Linked DNA regions of Mus musculus: all the other regions are linked to region 1. A link is a contact called in public Hi-C and targeted proximity ligation data. All regions are on one chromosome and are shown on one strand. The core of a region is the stretch at or near the end of the contact, and the rest is flanking DNA. Distances in the headings are between cores, read along the strand shown. Region 1 has its middle 25 kb from the start of Gm31568. Region 2 overlaps A830019P07Rik (RIKEN cDNA A830019P07 gene). Region 3 holds the start of A830019P07Rik (RIKEN cDNA A830019P07 gene). Region 4 overlaps Htr7 (5-hydroxytryptamine (serotonin) receptor 7).

Region 1 (2,700 bases), core at 76-2,575:
TTAGATAGTACACATACAGTTTTGAGCACAGAGTCAAGGAACACTGTAGACATCCAGTAAGTCTTAGCAGTTATTGTCAGTATTACTAATGTCTTCATTTCTAAAGTTGCTTCCAATTTTCTGATACTAATTTTCCTCAATGGCCACTAGGTGGCAATACGGTTAGTTGAAAATACACCGTGAGGGCTTTTCTTTCTACCAGTAAAAAAATCTGTGATGACAGGTAATTTCAAGCACTTTGTCTTAAGCTGCGACTTAATGGCTAAGAGGTTTGCATTATTTTGTATTGAAAAATGCTGGAACAGATCCTATTTGGTTCAGCTATATTTCCATTAAGTTCCCTCCTCCTTTTGCTCTTCCTCTAAATGGGAAAATATTGCTGAGTGTTCTGGATGGCACCGTTAACTCTACAGCCACACGAGCCACCCAAAGCTTGCAAAACACTGGGAAGGATGTCAGTTCTGTATCTCCAGTCTACTGTACTGAAGGGATCACCAGGCCAAACTCCACAGTGACTCAGAGGCAAGGCCATTGGACTGCCTTAGATGGAAGCTAAAGACAATTAGATAGTTCTCAGTGTGAAATGGATAAATTCATAAAGAGCCCGGTGCACCAACAGGAAACTGTTCCCCACCATGCTTAGAGATGCTGCATTGAGGGAAAGAGGCTGTTGTGACATCTGTGGAATGCAATAAATAAACAACAAAATACAAATATAAATACTGTCCTTATTGACAGCGCGATAGATGTGAAAATTATGTCTTACCTTGTAGGTTATCAAGGTATTATTTCATGACTGTTATCAAAGATGTGTGAAAGATCTATTAGAAAAGAATAACTTAGCTGTTAAGGAAATTTGGAGGGGTTGAGTGTCTTAATATAGGATGAGTTGTCAAATTCACCCCATTATACTTTAACCATGGACTCTACAAAGGAAACAAACGTTTCCTGCAGATGGCTAAACTAGCTATGGTATCCACAATGTGGTATATACTCAACAAATGTTGGTTATACAATGATAAAATATCCAATAAATTATAGCAAGTAAATGGATCCTGCTGGGAGTCATTGAAAGGAATTTGCAACTAGCATACCGTGTTCTGCTCATATGAGGATCTTATCTGTGCCAAACACATGAAGATGTGAAATTCAAATAAAAATATCGAAAGAAGTAAAAGAAAAAGTCAAGTTTAAAAATAAAGCAGAGACTTCTACGAGTCAGAAATGAAACATTGGAATCTGGGGAGACTGTCTGCCTTCCTTCGTGGGAGTAAAGATGGGTCCTGCTCCTATGACAACCGAAGTAAACAGAACCCTGTGAAGTGCAGCTTTGGGCCCTGGCCTGCTGCTCGCCCTTAACCCCGATCTTTTCCAGAATGAGTAAGAAGCCTACTACAGTCGACATGCATAGCTGTTTTCCTCCTAAGTGCAGGGAATTGCGTTTCATTTTCTTTATTTTACAAAGCATATTGAAAAGGGAACTAACTATTACTCACGGAAATGATTCAGATAGGGCAAGCTCCCAGACACTATGAGAAAAAAAAAATAATCCCCAAATCTAGGCTAGAAATAAGTTAAAAATAACCAAGAGCTGTGGGAGACACTTGCCGCTGTTGGTGTCTGACCTATGAAACAAAACCGAAACCACGAGTTTGCTTGAGGTGCGTGGAATCAAAGTGACGGGAACCAATTACCTGGTTAAGGGTTTTATAAAGTTTTGAAAGTTCTTCTCTAAACAGTCAGACAACAAATGTTTTAGGTTTTGTGAGCCATATAGCCCTTCTTCAAACTATAGTGACAAAGCAGCCATAGCTCTGCCTCTGTAGAAATAAACCATGTCCCTTTGTCTTAGTGAAATCTTACCCCCTCAACGAGATTCATAGAATGAGCTGTAGTCTACTAGTTCTGTCCTGTAAGTCGGCTTTTCCCATGATGAGGATAGATGATGCCAGCTTTCCTACATTCTTGAGCTGGGGCTCTTTTCCCAGTAAACAGACACCGTGATTAGCCTTTTATAAGCCTCTATGCTGGCCAACTTTATGAAGAATACTTCTTTTCCTTAGATATATCAGCTCCTCGAATTAGTCTGGAGCCAGGTGCTGTGGGCTTTGTCGAGTTTCTATTTTCTTAAGGTGACTCTGCATATCTCTGTTTCAGTTCAGTGAGAGTTTATTACCCTGACTACATTAATTTCCCAGTAACGTGCTGGCATGTAGCCCCTTACTTCCAAGTTTTCTAGAGATTTTTTTCCATTTTAGATTGTATGCCATTCCTCATGTTGTGGTTCAAGCAAAGCAGTGTAGCAATTGGTGTTTGAGTTGCTTATCTTTCCCAGTTAATAATTCCAGGTAAATTGGTCAGGCAAACGTTATATGCCCCAGTACAGGGGAATGCCAGGGCCAAAAAATGGGAATGGGTGGGTAGGGGAGTGGGGGGGGGACTTTTGGGATAGCATTGGAAATGTAATTGAAGAAAATACGTAATAAAAAAAATAAAAAAAATAAAACACTAACAGCAACATAAAAAAAAAATAACTCCAGGTAAATAATTTCTACTTTTTAGTGGAGTGGAGCCTTACTTGCATGCATCTGTAATACAGATATACCTTCAACTGACTGCAACTTTAAAACAAATTCACATTTAAAACCTGCCCCCCCCCCAAACCAGCCCCCAGGAACTGGTTCAGTTTCTGCTCTGACT
Region 2 (2,789 bases), core at 233-2,732, 750 kb after region 1:
TCTTAGAGATGAAGAGAAGGGGTGGAGGGAAGGGATGAGAGAGAGGGGAGCTGGGAGGGGGGCTGTGATCGGGATGTAAAGTGAATAAATAAATAATTAAATAAATAGGAAAAAGGAAATAAAAACAAAAAATTATAAGCTAAGAAAAAAATTGAAATCACATTCTTACAAATGTTTAGTGAAAAATATCATTAAAAATTAAAATTAAAAAATGGTCAGGTTTGATTATTACCCAAATTCAATAACATAGAAAATACAGAACTGACTTAGAACTTTAGGAATGCAGGATCATTTGTTTTTAATTCCATTTTTAATTGAATATGAATGTGTGTCAGCTATATCTTAAACTATTTTGTGTGTATTAGCCATATAGTGATTCCTGGCACTGAAGGAATAACCCCACAAGGAGCTCACCGCATTTATAAAGTGACTGTGAAGCAGAGAGATAACGTTTCTCTGCAAGTAATGTGTCAATGTTGCTTTGATGGCCAATATCACCTATCAGACAGTTGTGCCGGCTAAGTCAAGAAAGTGCCTGTAAGCACTGGGTAATGACCCTACCTGAAGCAAGCCTGCTTCCTAATGTACTTGCTATCATCATACCCAAGCCCATCTGGTTTTTTTCTCTCTAGTCCTCAACATCCCACATTTCTTTTTCACTCTCATGGAAGTGCCTCAGATAGCAGAGACTGCTGGTTTTGAAGAAAATGTTAACAGCAATCCACAGCGGTATGAGCATCAGTATTTGTCCTAAAGAAGAAATCAAGAAGATAACAAGAATGTGCTTTATTCCTGATCAAAGAGTCTTTTCTGGGGCTGGAGAGATGGCTCAGCAGTTAAGAGCACTGACTGCTCCTCCAGAGGTTCTGAGTTCAATTCCCAGCAACCACATGGTGGCTCACAACAATGGCTCAGTGGTTAAGAGCACTGACTGCTCCTCCAGAGGTCCTGAGTTCAATTCCCAGCAACCACATGGTGGCTCACAACCATCTGTAATAGGATCTGATGCCCTCTTCTGATGTGTCTGAAGAGAGCAATGGTGTACTCATATACATAAAATAAATAAATCTTTTTAAAAATCTCAAGAGCCTTTTTTTGGAGTATGAATTATCTACATTATCACTTCCACATTTGGAATATGCAATGTCAAGGACAGAGAGAACATTTGTTTGATGTGCTTGGTTGATTTTGTTTTTCTTTTGTTGTTTTGTTTTGTTCTGTTTTTCAGGATGACGAAGACTTTATTGAATCCCCAAAATCTCTTGTTGAGATCTGTTCTTCCTTTTCCCCATTTTGTAAGACACCAACAAAATGAACTCCTTGCTTTACAACGTAATGTACAGCCAACAGTTGCAAAACACAGATGACAATAGCAGCAATAGCAAAATGACTTGGGATTGCTGACTGACAGGGAAAGTCCAAGCAGCATCTGCTCACACTGCCAAGTCCTCTTGTAGGCTGGGTTTCCTAAGAATATAGAGAGACAGAAATTCCCTTTTGCAGGTCAGGTTTCTCAAGAAGCTGACTCAAACAGAGATTGGTCTGTGGGAAGTCCCTTAAAAATGTTCTCAGTGAAAGATGGGACAGGTGGAGAAGGTATGCAAATGGTAACAAATAATTCTTAGCAGTAGACCAAAGCAGTGATCATTTCCTATGCCTTTCAAGGGGGACTTTTTAAACCTTAGATGATTAATCTCTAAAACCATCAGGTTTGTCAAATTAACTATTGTACTTCATGTTATTTCTTAAAATTGTAGAAAGCATTATCCTTAGGAGAAACAGTAACCATAATAAGCTTCTAGTTTCTGTGACTCACAGGAGGAAGTCTAGCTGAGACAGCATGCATGGATGTATTATCCCCCGGGGCTCAGTGGCAAGCATTCCACAGTGAATAAATATAATTATACTCCTTAATATTGGCAGGTTGTCCTCATTTCCCTCTATTATATTTAATCTTCTCAAGTTTAATTCTACATTGATAGCAAGAAACTACACTATAACTCTGTGGTTTTTATTAATTACTGATAGGTAACTGATCTTCTCTTCTCAACTCAGAAATCATTGCTGTCTCCTCATCTTCTCTATCACATCACTATGGGCCAAAAAGCTACCCTAGGCAGTGACAGTTCCATGTTTCTGGTCCCTTCTTAGAGTTACAAGTTACAAATGTGCTTTCTGGTATTTCTTAGTTGACTGTGGGGACAAACAGTGTGAAGTTTTTAGAAGACTGATGAGAAAAAGAGGGGCCTAGAGTCCTCTAATCAAGTCTTATGGGATATATGCTGCATAGAAACTAAACCATAGACAATCAGAATACTAGGTGGACGAGGGAGCAGAGACCCCTGAAACCATGGATAGCTGCCAGCCGGCTGACTCCATGTCTCATTTCCTTTCCATCAGTTTCCTGGAGGGAAAACGGGAATTTCTGTCTTTATATGATGTTGTTCTTCATAGAAGCAGAAACCTTAAAGCTGCTGAGACAGAGAGAAAGCAAGGATGCTTGATCATTTTTGTATAAATTCTTAAGGTAGGGGGAGTAGAGTCTACCTTCTGTTTTCATGAAACAAAACATAGCTCACCATTTGCTTATTCTGGATGTGCCTCGGCTGTTTCCTTGGCCATTTTACTGCTTTAGTCAAGCAAGCATTCCTTTGAAGACAGATGTGACAGAACAGTGTGCCCTCCATATCTCTCCAGAAACAATAGGAGAACGCTGTTACATACACAACAGAGGCAAGCTTTTCATAGATCCTTTCTGTGCTAGTGTTTTCCAGACTCAGGGTCTACAT
Region 3 (2,700 bases), core at 162-2,661, 800 kb after region 1:
TAACAAGAATTTTGTCACTGAAGCCAGAAGCTATAGAGTGAAATCAATTCACATAGAATTTCTGGGCAACAAAATCAAAATGCCACAATGATAATGTTTGAAGGACAGGAAAAAAATAGCAAGACAAACAATGCATAAAGAATTACTGCTATTACACAAAGCATTCCCACAAACTACTTACGAAAAGAATGATGGCCAAAAGACAATCAAGAGTCAATTCACAGAAGTTCAAATTGACAAAAGTACAAAGAGGTTCAGTTTCATCCCTTGCTGAGACGCAAACACAATGAAAAGAAATCATTTAAAACCACAAAACTCACCACATAAATGGCCAGACCCGAACATGGCCAAAGAGGGAAGAATTGTCCTTGCCAAGAGCTGCTGAAGAGGATAAGAGAAGACAGGCTTTTCAGGGAGATGGCTTTGTCAATCCATGTCACAATCATAAATGAGAATTTTTAGAATCAGTTATAAATAAACCTCATTCAATCCAACAATCTCATATACATAGAAATTCTACACACACACACACACATTGGAGAAGAAATATGTGCAAACATAACCCACTGCTTTGTACATAAAATTGTAAAGAGAAAATAAAATGTCCATCACTAAATGATTAGTTAGATAAATAATGTGACATGGTGTGACACATATCATATTTAGAATATCTATATAGCTGTATAAACACTAATCCAGTGTAGGATACTCCCAGCTGAATTGTGATGTGTGCTATATTTGTTGTGCATCCATATGCACTAAAAAATCTACGTGTTTATTTCTTGCTGGTGAATTTCAGTGATTTTACTGTCCTTTTAGTTATGTCATTCAGTTTTGCTTTGTTTTTGTGTTGTTGTTGGTATTTCGAAACTCCTGTCATTTTAACTACAAACTCCTAAGGTTTTTCAAAACAAAAAGTCTCAGCAGCGAGCTCTCAAACTCGCTCACCGTCTTTGTTTCTCCCACTGCGCACGTGCTGCCACATCCCATCAATCCTAAGGGCTACAGTGTGTTTCCCTTCATATCTTTCATTAGGGCAGATCTTAAAATTGGCAGTACCTCCCATGGATGCTGCACAGGAGGCCACTGGCCACTTGCAGATGTGTTCGTGGTTGTCCTTACTGTGTCATGTTGTTTGGGGGACAGTTGTGGAATCTAACTGGCATTTAAAATAGCTTTGGTTACTTTTGTATAATGACTCACCTCAAACCTCCATGGTGTAAAATGACAGAGACCATTTCTCCTGTTTCTGGACGTCATGATGAGGTTCCAATAAGGAAGTCCCTTAAGATCCCATTCCCTTGTCCCACAGTGGCTGACAACGGACAAACAGGAAGTTGGAGGAAATAGGAGAGGCTGGAAAACAGTATGCTCTTCCATGCGGTCTCAGGGCTTTTCCATGTGACTCTCTGGGAGTCCAGCCAGCCTGGTGGTCACGGGGCCTGAGAATGTTGCCATGGAGGCTCCAGGCTCTGACACACTTTCCAGCAAGCCAGCTGCCAGCTGCATCCTCACCTCTGATCTGTCTTCAGAAGCTGTGCAGCACCCTCCTGCTGCCTTCTTCTGCTTACAGGCAAACCCAAAATACCATGATATCCAGGAGGGAAGAAATCAGGCGTCCCCTCTTAATGTGGAATGAGTAAGGTTCCAGAAATTGCATTACTGTCATATTTTTGCTAGCAGGGGTTCAGGGGAATCTGCCGCAGTTTTATAAAAGATCATACCATTGTTTAGCACTGAAATGTAAGGTCATTTTTAATCCAGGAAGGTACTGTCTGATAAGAAAAAAATAATTGAATTCTTATCTGTTTAACAATGCTCTTTCAATACATTTAAAATAAAAATCCTAAATGATAAAAGAACATTGCCTCCAGATTTATCGGCACATTTTTTTTTCCTTCTTAGTGACTACACGAGAGATGCCTTCACTTGTCATTCCATGCCCACCTCTCCTTGAGAGGCTGACCCACAACACCCCTCCCCCCATGCCCTCTGGCTTCAGAATGAGTTGGACTGGTGAGCAGACCTGGCGACAGAGGAGACAGAGGAAGAAGAGGAATCCCCAACACTAGCACCCCTCCTTCCCCTGTGTAAGCCTGCCTGACAGCTCCACAACTCTCTCCCAGGTGTCTAAAACACATCCCTCCCTGAGTTCTTCTGAGGTCAGAGGATGACAGCTGCTCAGATGCCCAGTCCCAGGTCCCCACATGTCCCTTGATGGGTCTGTTCTGTATTTATAAACAAACTGACTAATGAGAGGCCACTTGACTCTGGGGAACAGAGAGCCACTGTAATATTGTCTATTTATAATTCACTGTGCCATAAACACAACTTCAGTGATGTCAGCTCAGCATTGCACATGGTTTGAAGTTGTTTGGCCCAGATCTAACCTTGTTACGAAGCAAAACTAGAGGAGCACCCAGACGGGGAAACCAGTTAGCATCCATCAGTGAGGACCTACAAAGGGAGAGGATACAGATACATGCAGAGTTGGATGAGGTGGCAATAGCTGGGATGGAATAGAAACAGGAGTGATTTTACTGTGCTACCTAAGAAACCTGGGGAGGATAGAATAATAATACCCCAGGACTCTCTACTTTGCATGGTTCAGTGTCAAAAGTTAAAGAGGACCCTTGAACACTGAGAGACCTGGGTTTCATGCAGATATAAACTAACATAAGTGAATTTATTTTCTTAATA
Region 4 (2,786 bases), core at 31-2,530, 880 kb after region 1:
ATATTGGACCTCTTACAAGCTAACACTGATTAGGAAAACCACAGCTCTTGCTTTGTTTTTTTTTTTTCCATTTTTACAAAACTCAGACCTACACATGAACACATGTCTACTTAAAATTGTGCAACCAAATTCAATCCTGTGACATTTGTGGTTCTCTCAATTAAGGGACAAGATACATCCCCACGATATTTTCTGCCAAATGGTGGCAAATTAAACTGGCCAAGGAAGCCATTAATTGACTCCTTCAGCTGAGCACTTAATGGTCACTAACCACATTGCACTCTTACTTGCCGTGACTTAAATTTTAAGCAAGGATTTCCTACTCTTTAAGCTACTGTATCAGTTATGGAACAAGCTATTAAAAATACTGTAACAGCTAAATTAAGTAAACAGTTCTTAAAAGGCTGCCATTTTCATCTGTGTGGCTTTCTTAATGTCAGGCAAAGAAGGAAAAAGCAGGAGTGGGGAAGAAAAAGGGAGAGGAAGAGGAGGAAGAGGAGGAGAAGGAAAAAACCAAGTTAGACACTTAATTGAATGTGTCTGCAAATGTCTTACACACAGGTTGCCTCTGAAGTTTATTAAACTAGCTTGCTACTTCCCTGAATTATTATAAGAATGAAACATCACAAATTTAAACTAATAAATATATACTAACATTATAATTCCCTTAATCATTTTATGCATTTACATTTTAAACTTTCTTATCTGACACTGCATTTAAAACAGGCTTGGAGGGAGGCTCAGAAAGTTTTATACCAAGCCCTTCTATTTCGTGAGCACCTGTAATACATGTAAACACACACACATAACACGTACATATAACACACATATAATAACATAACACACATACATATAACTCACACACATATACAACACACATGCACAGGCATACTGCACAAAGTAGTTAAAAGGAGATAGATTTGGGGGTGACAGATTCTAACCTGGATGTTAAAGGCAAGTTATGTGGATAGCTTAGTGTTTAGGGGCCACATTGAACAGAATTCAGAGGAAAGGAGAAATGAAAAAATACCAAAGAAAGATCCAGAGATGAATCAGAGGATGCTCAGGACAGATAGGTGGTCCAGATGTGTGGGAATGCTTTGATTCATGTGTACTGAAAGGAAAAGGAACTATTATGGAGAATTCTTATAATTTTATATTGCACCATCAACCACTTAAAACATACGTCGAACTTTCTCATAACAGAAGCGAGTGACGCTTGGCTACGTTCCTAGTTCCTCATTGTGGTCAATCCGGTTATCTGCCTCATAGAAGTGCCTCTCAGTAGCCACTTCCCTGTGTGGCAGTTACAATCTGCTTGACAGACCTTGTTCACTTCCACATGCTGCACAGCCTGCACAAAGTCACTATAGAAACAAGTCTCCATCACAGAAGGAGTTCTTGAAGTTTCCTTTCTATCCACTGACAAAAATTTCCTGCAGAAAAACTTGTTTGGATAATGTGTTCTGAATCCATTAAAGGCATTGGCTCACAGGTCCCCATTTTTCTCTCTCTCTACTCCCTAGCCCTCATGTGTGTCTTACAGGTATCCATATGTTCTTATTGGCCTGTAAGTAATAATTAAGTAATAAAATACTTCCATCTTGCCTCTCTTAATAACTACAAGTGTGTTGCCCATCTTAAAGATCCTAAATGAAGACAAAAGTACAAGAAGATTTAAAGCTAGCCTAGAAAAACAAAGCAAAAAACAAACTAACAAACGAACAAAGAATAGCCCTCAAGTCTTTACTTAAAGCAAAGTTGCACACTGTTGGAAACCCCACCCCTAAGCCCACCTTCTGTAACCCAGCAACAACAGCAAGTCAGCAGCAGCAGGCAAAATACAACGCACTCTCCCTATGTGCATGCGCTGTATCTCTGTATAAAAACCAAGTGCCCTCTCTTCCTGCCCTCTTTTCCCTACCACCTTGCTCAGGGGCAGCCTTTGTAAAAAATAAAATAAAATGAAATGAAACAAAAACAAAAAACAAAATCTTCAGTGAGACCTGTTGTATGGTGTGATTTCTGCCCCAGCATTCCTTTGCTCCAAGCCACCAAGGATTTGTTTGTTTGTTTGTTTGTTTGTTTGTTTGTTTTTTTGAGAGAGGGTTTCTCTGTGTAGCCCTGGCTGTCCTAGAACTCACTCTGTAGATCAGGCTGGCCTCGAACTCAGAAATCCACCTGCCTCTGCCCCCCAAGTGCTAGAATTAAAGGTGTGTGCCACCACTGCCCTGCTCCAATCCACCAAGGGACTCTGCTGCTAAATCCTAACACACATTATATTTTGATCCTATCAACCTATGTCTAATGAACCCAAGGAGCCATGTTTTTGTTTTTTTTTTTTCAAATTGACTCTTCATTCTGCCTTTCAGCTTTTTTGGTTTTGGTAGTTAATTGGTTGGTTGGTTGGTTGGTTGGTTGGTTGGTTAATATTTTTTTCTTTTTTCCTTTATCTTTTTTCTTTTTTAGGGTGTTTTGAGACAGGGTTTCTCTGCACAGCTCTGGCTGTCCTGGAACTCTCTCCAGACCAGGCTGTCCTCAAACTCAGAGATTTGCCTGCCTCTAACCCTCAAGTGCTGGAATTACAGGTGTACATCACAATAGCTGGCTCCTTTTAATTTTTTTCATTTCTTCAAGATTTCTGGAAAGCAGAAGTTCAATAATAGCCCATCTCCTGGTCTTTCTTAGAAGTACCTCCCAAACATGAAATAAATTCCATTATCGGGAGTTTTGAGTCCTTGAGTCTGAATTATTCAGTCGCAGCTGTTTCCTGTAGATATTCGGTG

What was found. A called contact is a pair of places that touch in the nucleus more often than the background predicts.
Region 2: a Hi-C map of the C2C12 cell line shows a contact between it and region 1, with 2.0 times the contacts expected there. A contact is called at or near these places in 4 of 484 Hi-C or Micro-C datasets (the C2C12 cell line, the HPC-7 cell line, cerebral cortex and 1 more) and 1 of 130 datasets of targeted methods (large pre-B cells).
Region 3: a contact with region 1 is called in a Hi-C map of the G1E-ER4 cell line, with 2.4 times the contacts expected there. A contact is called at or near these places in 1 of 484 Hi-C or Micro-C datasets (the G1E-ER4 cell line) and 2 of 130 datasets of targeted methods (embryonic fibroblasts and embryonic stem cells).
Region 4: a targeted proximity ligation map of bone marrow-derived macrophages shows a contact between it and region 1, with 8 times the contacts expected there. A contact is called at or near these places in 18 of 484 Hi-C or Micro-C datasets (the 63-12 cell line, the G1E-ER4 cell line, the HL-1 cell line and 13 more), 7 of 130 datasets of targeted methods (the 230-238 cell line, CD8 T cells, acute myeloid leukemia and 3 more) and 1 of 9 other capture datasets (embryonic stem cells).

What each region holds. Positions count from the first base shown.
Region 1 is chr19:35,125,351-35,128,050 of GRCm38.p6, forward strand. No RefSeq gene overlaps it. Among named protein-coding and RNA genes, the nearest start is that of Gm31568, 25 kb to the right of the region's middle.
Region 2 is chr19:35,874,154-35,876,942 of GRCm38.p6, forward strand. The region is part of intron 2 of A830019P07Rik (RIKEN cDNA A830019P07 gene); the gene reads right to left. Among named protein-coding and RNA genes, the nearest start is that of A830019P07Rik, 49 kb to the right of the region's middle.
Region 3 is chr19:35,923,167-35,925,866 of GRCm38.p6, forward strand. It overlaps A830019P07Rik (RIKEN cDNA A830019P07 gene), which reads right to left and starts at 1,412. Exons shown (of 5, transcript NR_152130.1): 1 at 1,204-1,412; 2 at 321-381.
Region 4 is chr19:36,005,216-36,008,001 of GRCm38.p6, forward strand. The region is part of intron 1 of Htr7 (5-hydroxytryptamine (serotonin) receptor 7); the gene reads right to left. Among named protein-coding and RNA genes, the nearest start is that of Htr7, 51 kb to the right of the region's middle.